Linked DNA regions of Rattus norvegicus: all the other regions are linked to region 2. A link is a contact called in public Hi-C data. All regions are on one chromosome and are shown on one strand. The core of a region is the stretch at or near the end of the contact, and the rest is flanking DNA. Distances in the headings are between cores, read along the strand shown.

Region 1 (2,700 bases), core at 94-2,593, 160 kb before region 2:
AGTACTAATTCATTTCTATAAAACATAACCAGATGAAGAAATTAAGTACTAACAAGGATAGACTGAGGCAGGAAGATGGTAAGTTCCAGAGTAAATTGTCAAGATCCTGTCTGAAAATAATTGTAAAAGATCCCTGGCCGTAAGGTCCTTAGTTGACCTTCTAGTATTTCCTGCCCCTTTCAAAGAAAGAATACTTTACCGAAAAATGAAAACAGAGCAAACCAACGCACCAAAAGGAGGGCTCTTACAACTGGTAATTTGGTCACCAACTCTCCAATATATGTAAGACCAGTCTAAACTAAGAAAGATCCTCTGATTTTCCTTTCCATCCACACAAGCTGAAGGGCCCGAGGTTTTGCAACCAAGACACAGCTGCACTGCAACAGGTCACAAGACTCGTGTCACTTGGGACACTGGCTATTATGCCATAAAGACAGATGTAGCACAGACACCTGCAAAGGGTGTTACAAATACCAAAGAGCTCTGGAAAGTAGCTCAGAGACCGAGCCTCAATTGTGGCCAGTATCAGATGGGAAAAGAGGAATAACAGAAAACAAGACGTGGGCGGATAACAGGGTCAGTTTTTTTTTTTTTTTTTTTTTTTTTTTTTTGGAGCTGGGGACCGAACCCAGGGCCTTGTGCTTCCTAGGCAAGCGCTCTACCACTGAGCTAAATCCCCAACCCCAACAGGGTCAGTTCTAATATGCTCATCACCTGTCAGAGGACAGGAAATGGATTAGCTCACCTGGTTCAGGAATTTTCACCAAGTAGCACACCATAGTGAAAATGTATTCCAGAACACGTGGACAATGAAGCAAAGATTTCACAGAAATGGGTTAGACTGAAAGAGTATGGAAAACAGCATTGCTTTGTGCACGTCTGAACACTAACACAGATGGCCCAGGAAAGGGTCAGAAAGTAACTGAACAGGGAGGAAGTGTGAGGTGGAGAGCTCACCGACCGGAGTTTCTGGAACTGGGCAGTGATGACTTTTCTTGAGTTTGTGTGTACGCGTGCAGAGGGGAATTTTAGGGTCACGAGTGCAGAGTGAAGGCCGGAGCTCGGGCAGCGGCCCAGCGCGGGCGGTCGGTTCTGCGGACGTGGCTGGCGGCGGCCTGGGCGAGGCCCGGCTCTTCCTCATCCGCCGCCGCCGCCCCCCTCAGGTCCCGGCCGCTCCGCGGCCCTCACTCACTCGTCGTCCCAGCCCAGTCCTCCGTACCTGCCTTCCCTGAGCCGCGGTTCCAGCGGCCGGCGGAGCCGTCGCCCTCTGAGGGCCGGAGGGCCATCCCCGGGGGCCCGGGCCCCAGCCCGAGCCCCGGCTGGCGGCGGAGCCTGACGCGCGGCTCCTACCGCGGACCTAACCCCAGTTCAGCCGGGGCAGGATAGTCGCCGTCGGCCTGTGGCGCGCAGGCGCGCAGGCGGCCACGCCCCCACGTGACCTGCGTTTTAGGGTTGGGCGGGACTGGAGCGCGCGCATGCGGTTTGACAGTGGAAGGCTGTGGAGGCTGGCTGCTGGGAACGCGCGTGCGTGCCGGGTCATAGTTTTGCCGCTGCTTTTGCCTTTTTTTTTTTTTTTTTAAAGATTTATTTATTTATTTTATGGAAAGCATTCTGCCTGCATATGTGACTGCAGGCCAGAAGAGGGCACCAGATCTCATTACAGGTGGTTGTGAGCCACCATGTGGTTGCTGGGAATTGAACTCAGGACCTCTGGAAGAGCAGTCAGTGCTCTTAACCACTGAGCCATCTCTCTAGCCCTGCTTTTGCCTTTATTCGTGAAATAGTTATGAAAATAAAATATTGAATCCGCGATGTTAGACACTGCCAAACTCCACGGTTATGCGCAGACTTTCGCTTACCAAGGACAAATCATACCAGGCTCCCGGAGTTTAGCAGGAACATCTCCGGGGAAGGGTAGCCGTCGATGGAGATATGGGGCAATGTTCTCTCACTGAGTTGTGCGTAGTGATTCTTTGGCCAAAATACTACAGAGCGGATCAAGCCGTTGAGCTCCCCTTTAGCTATGGTGTTTCTAAGGACGCACACTAACACATTCAAGCTCAGTGACACCCTAGTGCCATCTCAGATAGGTCATCCCCAAAGATTGCCTCACCTCCCAGATTGCCCAGTGAGGAGTCTAGTTTAATTAGATTCTGAAGCCTCCAGCCCCACCGCTACTGTTTTCGTTTTCTTCTGTAAGTATCGGCTCCTCCTGGTTCCATATACCTTCTCTCTAGCTCAGGTTCCAAGGGTCACATTTTTACTCCAAGACTTTTCTAAAGGGTCTTTCCAGAATATCCCTAGCCAGCCAGTCTAGTCAGGCCAGAGGATATGGATGGGCATTCCTGAGATTGTCTACTCATTTACACACACACAGACACACACACACACACACACACACACGCACGCACGCACGCGCGCGCGCGCGGACACACACACGCACACACACACGCACACACACACACACACACACACACACACACACGCACGCACACACACTTCCACAAGTCTCCTGGGGAATTTTCATGAGAAAAAAAGATTGCTCTGAAATTACTTTAATTTTTTTTTCTCTCTTTTTTTTTTTTCTTTTTTCTTTTTTTCGGAGCTGGGGACCGAACCCAGGGCCTTGTGCTTGCTAGGCAAGCGCTCTACCACTGAGCTAAATCCCCAAACCCCACTTTCTACACCTATTAAGCCATC
Region 2 (2,700 bases), core at 25-2,524:
CACAAAAGCTAAAATAATGGCCAAAATGGAGGTGATGGGAGCCCTTCCTGCGGTGGAGAAAGTCTGCCCAAAGTGGTGCTGAGAGAGCATTCCGGGCTATATCCCCTTCCCACACAGCTTGAAGGCAACTGCCAAGATGGCAAAATCCCTGCTCTTGGGAAGTTCACATGGGAAGACGGGACTAAAACATCCTGAGGTGTCTCAGGGCCCACTGCTCAAGAATCTGGAAGAAGGGATAGGAAGCCATCCTATCCTATCTTTGGCCTAACCTGACACAAACTCTAACGCCTAGTTACTGAGGGGACCTTCCTTCCACGATAGACTGACTTTGTCCTTTCCCACTTCCTGGTAGGACAAGATCCTCCCAACAGACATGACACACCCAGACCATTGCCAAGAACTCCAAAGCCAAAAGAGACATCAGGATATGCAGGATGTCTGGGTGTAAAGTCTCACTGTACTATCGTGTAAGCACTTGGCACAGAGCAGGTTGCTTTGAAAAACAAAACAAAACAAAACAAAAACAAACAAACTTCCTGTGCCTCGGTTTCTCCTCTGTACAGATGGCACAGCAGCTACTTCACAGAGCTGCTCTGAGAGGCAAAAATCAGCTCCGGGGTGACCGCAGCACTTTTGAGTATGTGCGTCACGGATCATTAGTTTATGGCCAAGTCCAAGTGAGGTGAGGAATCCAAGGCCCAGGGAGACCCAGCCAGTCCGTCAAGGTCACACAGGTGAAGCCTAACTCCCGCAGATCAATGACCCCGACCCGCGCGCCCTCTCTTTCTCCCTCGCGCGGGCCAGTAGGCTCCGCGGGCTCACCAGGATCGTGTCCACGAGGCTCTGCACCTTGACCGGGTCCAGCACCGACGGCAGCGGCCGGATGAGCACGGCGATTGGCACGTTGTGCACAGTGTCGATGCAGCCAGAGTGGATGCTGCCTCCTTGCGCGCCACTGGGTCCCTGACCGTCGGGCGCCCCAGGCCCCGCACTCGCCCTCCGGAGAGCTCCACCCGCGCGTAGCCCCATATTGCTTCCTTGGCGGACAGCGCCACCCGGCCTCTTTACCCGGCCGGGCTGTACCATCGTGCGGCCGCGGGGGGGCGACGGTTCTGCGCTTGCCCCCACCGAGTGGCTCGGCTCACGCTGTGATGTATCGGCCCCCGCTCCGCTCGACCAGAGCCCCACGTCCCACGCTGTTCTAGCTGCCCGCTGCCCGCTGAGGCGCCCCGCCGCCCCCTCGCGATGCGCTTAATGGACGCGTCGGGTCGCTGACTCAGGGTGAGTTTGCAGGTCGCGGAGCAGAGGCGCGGGTGACGCACAGCGTGGTGACTCAGGCCCTCAGAGGCGAGGACGCGGGCGGGCAGACCTGCCCAGCGAGGATGAGTCGGCTCTCAGTGGGAGCTGGGAACAGTGGCCTCCACGCAGTAGAGCAAGTGTGGTGACCTACTCACATTTCAGAGCGACTCTGCTACCTGAGCGCTATACTAATTCCATTTACAGTGAAGGAAACTGAAGCACAGAAACGTTATGAAACACCCCCCCACACACACACACACACAGACAAGGTATGGAGCTAATGAATGGGTGAGCCAAGGCCCAAATCCGGCAACACTGCTCCATAGATCGCTCTGGATCCCAGCGCAGGCTCATCTAGGCTCAGCGACAGGAATTCACCACAGAGAGTTGTGCTTGAGTTGTGCTGTTTCTGTACAGTTCTGCCCTGAAGTTCCATGTGTCACAAACCCTCAAAACATATCCAGGAAATAGAAGAAGGTGTGATTACTGAAGGTCCTCCCCAAAGTAGGTCCACTTCAGGGAAAGAAAACAAAACAATTAAAACAAAACAAAACAAAAAAAAACCAACAACAACAACAACAAAAAAAAAAAACCCCACCACCAAAAAATCGCTGAAATCCCTTACTACACAGCAAGTATCCAATATGAACAGCTGTGCAGCCCCTCTCCTGTGGCTTGTGCTTCCTCCTAGTATGGCACGTGGTTTCCAACGAGTGTCCCTAGAGAGGACAGGCCACTTCCAAGTCAACCTGGATCCTGTACAGCATTGCCTCTGTAGCATTCGAGAAGCTGATACTAAAAGGGCAGCATAAACCCCATTTGTTGTCTCCATTTGAAGGACCAGACCTGATTTCAAAATAAGGCTGTAAGGCACCAGCTTCAGGAATAGACTGTAAGTCCCAGAAACTAAGTCATAAGACACAGGCTCTAAGAACAGACCATGAAATGCAGAACAATATCATAAAACCGCCTCCCAAAAACAGCCTAGGGATAACCACAGAAATGGGAAACTATCTCAGAATGGGTCATCTGCATTGGGCAGCCCCATTTCATCCCATGGTTCAACGCTCCTGCCATAGGAATGCAGACCACTGACCACCTGTGGCCCCCAACCCCAACTCCCACCAATGAAATTTTAGATTACCTAGTCCCTCTAGAGAATTCCTCTGGGTTCCCTGTAGGAAGGCCTGTGTGCCTTTGTCTGGGGTCACCGTTTTGGAGAATGGTTGACCTCTGAATGCTGGTTGTTTCTGCAGAATAAAGTCTTGGTTTCTGCCCTATCTGAGTCTGGGGTCTTCCTTCAGCCATTTTTTGGACCCTTACAATACAAGCCTTTCCAGGGCCTAGGGAAGGGGACAGTAAGGTTCTAAGAGAGCCTGGGGATTGGGACCTGTTGTAAAC
Region 3 (2,921 bases), core at 408-2,907, 230 kb before region 2:
CTCTGTGACCTTGGCCCTGCTACTTGCTTAGTCTTTGAAACCAGTCAAACCAGTCCTCTGTGCCTCCAACACTAGTCCAGGCTCCAAACTCCCAGTTTTTGCCTAGCTGTTCCAGCTGCAGCCTGCCCCTCCTCAGTTAGCAGTGGTCAGTTCCCAGGCCTCTTTCAAGACGGCTCAAAAAAGACCAGGCTGTGGTGGTGAGTAGAGAAGACTGCAAAAGTCACCCTATCGGGGTACAGTCTATGAATGAATGTGTACCCCGTTTTTCTGTTCTCTGTACACCTTGGGCTTTAGTTTTGCTTTTTCATAGCACTGATTACCTTCCTTCCTTTCTTTCTTCCTTCCTTTCTTTTTTCTTTTCTTTCTTTCTTTGACTTATTTATTTATTGTTTTGAGACAAGGTCTCACTATGTAGCCCTGGCTGTCCTGGAACTCACTCTGTCGATCAGGCTGGTCTCAAACTCAGAGATCCACCTACTTCCGCCTCCTGAGTGCTGGGACAAAAGGCAAGTGCCATCGTGCCTGGATATTGATCACCTTTCTTTTTTCTTTTTTTTTTTTTTTTTTTTTTTTTTTTGGAGCTGGGGACCGAACCCAGGGCCTTGCGCTTGCTAGGCAAGCGCTCTACCACTGAGCTAAATCCCCAACCTTGATCACCTTTCAATACATTGCTTCTATATCATTGTTTACTACCTGTCTACTTTGTTGATGTACGCTCCATAGTTTCAAGGACCTGTACGTACAGATGCCTTCCACAGCGCCCGACTCACAGAAGCTCAGTAAGTGTGTAATGAACAAAGCAGTCGGTAGCATCAGTGGTGGTTCATGCCTTTAATACCAGCATGTGGGAGGCAGAGGCAGAAGGATCTCTGAGTTTAAGGCCAACTTGGTCTACAGAGAAAATTCCAGGACAGCAGGGCTACACAGAGAAACACTGTCTCAAAAAACCAAACCAAACAAACAAACAAACAAATAGGGACACACCTTTAATTTCAGTATTCTAAGACAATCAGAGGCAGGATCTTTGAAGCCAGCCTAGTCTACAAGGTGAGTTCCTGTTCATCCAGGGATACATGGCTACATAAAAAGGTCTTGTCTTTAAAAGGGGAAAACAACTGGGGAGAAGATCAGTTGGTGAATTGCAGACCCCAGTGTAATCCCCTAAACCCCTCGAACCCCAAAAGCCAGGCATGATGATAAACTCAATGCATGTCTGTCTGTGCATCACGTTCATGCAGTGCTTGTGAAGGCCAGAAGCGGGTGACAAACACTCATCCCCCCACCCCCCCAAATCCCCCCCCCTTCACCTCTGCCACCCACTCTAAGCCTGTAGCCCCAGGCTGTCCTGGATCTCTACATACAGCCAAGAATGACCTTGAACTTCTGATCTTCCTACGCCCCAGGTGCTAGAATTCCAGTACTGCACTGTAACTGCTCCCTCCCTCTCTCCCCCCTCCCTCCCTCCCTCCCGGTCTCCCCTTCCCCTTCCTTCCTTGGGCAGCATTTTGTGCATCCAGGCTGGCTTCTAAGTTGATTTATAGCTCCACATTCTCCCGCCTTAGTCTGCCGAGTGCTGACGTGACAGGCCTGTGCCACAATGCTCAGCTTCTGAAACGTGGAAGCTCTGACCTTGAACTTAACTGCTGTTTGTAGATCATTCCTCACAACCGACAACACAAGGCTTTGTGCCAAGAGCTCCTGGAGAAGGGCACCTAACAGACGTGAGGCAGAGCTGATACAGGTCGCCCCCTGCTGTTCCTCTGGCGGAATCGCAGCTGCTCTGAAAAGGCTTTCCTACCTGGGAGGGAAGCTCTTTGTCCTTCCCGGAGTCCCTTTCTGTAGAGAAGCCAGCCAGAATAGAGAGGTGGGTTTTGTTTGTGTTTTCCTTCTCTTAAAAAAAAAATTTACCCCTAGTACTAGGGAAAATGAATATAGGACCTCAGGTATGCTAGGCAAACGCTGTGCCACTGAGTTGCGCCTGAGTTTGCTCTGCCTGTTTAAGTCAGTAGCCGGAGCTCTCAACCAACACAGGGACCTGCAAGCTGCCCCCTCCCACCAACTCTGTAATCCAGGGGACTAAATTATTTCAGAGAAACACCTCGAACTCATCCCCAGCCAGGATAGAGAGGTTCATTTCTGGGAACGTGCCTGGGGCGGGGAGCCAAGGAGCAAAAAAGTCCTGGCACAGGTAAGGAAGATGTTGCGGGAGGAGGAGGTATTGGGAAGGTTCTAACAGCCAAAGAGACAGAAACGAGCAACAGCCTATTCTAGACTTTTCTCTCAAACCTTCCGTCTATGGCCTGTGTGGGTAAGCCGGGGTTAGATGCTGTGTGAACCTAGGCCATGGCTCCACCTCTCCGAACCGTTTTCATTTTTTTTAATTAAAATTTTATTTTATGTGTGTATGTATGTGTGCATGCACGCGCACGTGTGTGTGTGTGTGTCTGTGTGTGTGTGTGCAAACAAGCATATACCACATGTGCGTGGGTGCCCACAGAAACCGGAAGAGAGTGTTGGATCCCTGGAACCGGAGTTCTTTGAAACCTGACATTGCACTCGGGTCCTCTGGAAGAGATCAGCCATCAGTCTTCACCACTGACCCATCTCTCCATTCTCCAGAACTTATTTTCTGACAGTAAACTTGCTAAGCAGCTCGGGCTGGTTTGGATCTCCTTCCTCCTCCACCGGTCTCCAGAGTGCTGGGATTAAAGGCATGTGCCACCATGCCTGGCTGGGCGCTTAACCCTTTTGCTGTTGATTTTGTCCTAGTTTTGCCTCTAAAAGATAGACCAGGACCTTGAGATTGTTTGAAACCTGTTGAGTCTGGTACCTGAACCAAGAAATGTAAGCTGTTATGGAAAGCGAAAGCCAAGCCACACAGGCTAGAACTAAGGATGACACAGACAGAAGACTGCCCTCCA

The links. A called contact is a pair of places that touch in the nucleus more often than the background predicts.
Region 1: a contact with region 2 is called in a Hi-C map of the A7r5 cell line, with 2.7 times the contacts expected there. The contact joins the promoter of Tbc1d20 here to the promoter of Srxn1 in region 2. A contact is called at or near these places in 3 of 12 Hi-C or Micro-C datasets (the A7r5 cell line, the Rat2 cell line and Schwann cells).
Region 3: a contact with region 2 is called in a Hi-C map of kidney, with 7 times the contacts expected there. The contact joins the enhancer-like site here to the promoter of Srxn1 in region 2. A contact is called at or near these places in 11 of 12 Hi-C or Micro-C datasets (the A7r5 cell line, the Rat2 cell line, Schwann cells and 7 more).

Annotation. Positions count from the first base shown.
Region 1 is chr3:161,227,491-161,230,190 of GRCr8, reverse strand. Tbc1d20 (TBC1 domain family, member 20) reads right to left here and starts at 1,343. Exons shown (of 8, transcript NM_001004281.1): 1 at 1,220-1,343. The coding sequence starts at 1,286.
Region 2 is chr3:161,063,386-161,066,085 of GRCr8, reverse strand. It overlaps Srxn1 (sulfiredoxin 1), which reads right to left and starts at 1,274. Exons shown (of 2, transcript NM_001047858.3): 1 at 823-1,274. The coding sequence starts at 1,086.
Region 3 is chr3:161,294,702-161,297,622 of GRCr8, reverse strand. No RefSeq gene overlaps it. Among named protein-coding and RNA genes, the nearest start is that of Nrsn2, 11 kb to the left of the region's middle. Within about 2 kb of position 1,657, at least 7 of the 93 cell types and tissues checked have an H3K27ac peak or open chromatin away from gene starts, as enhancers often do. A contact at or near this core is called in hepatocytes and kidney, where this site is marked.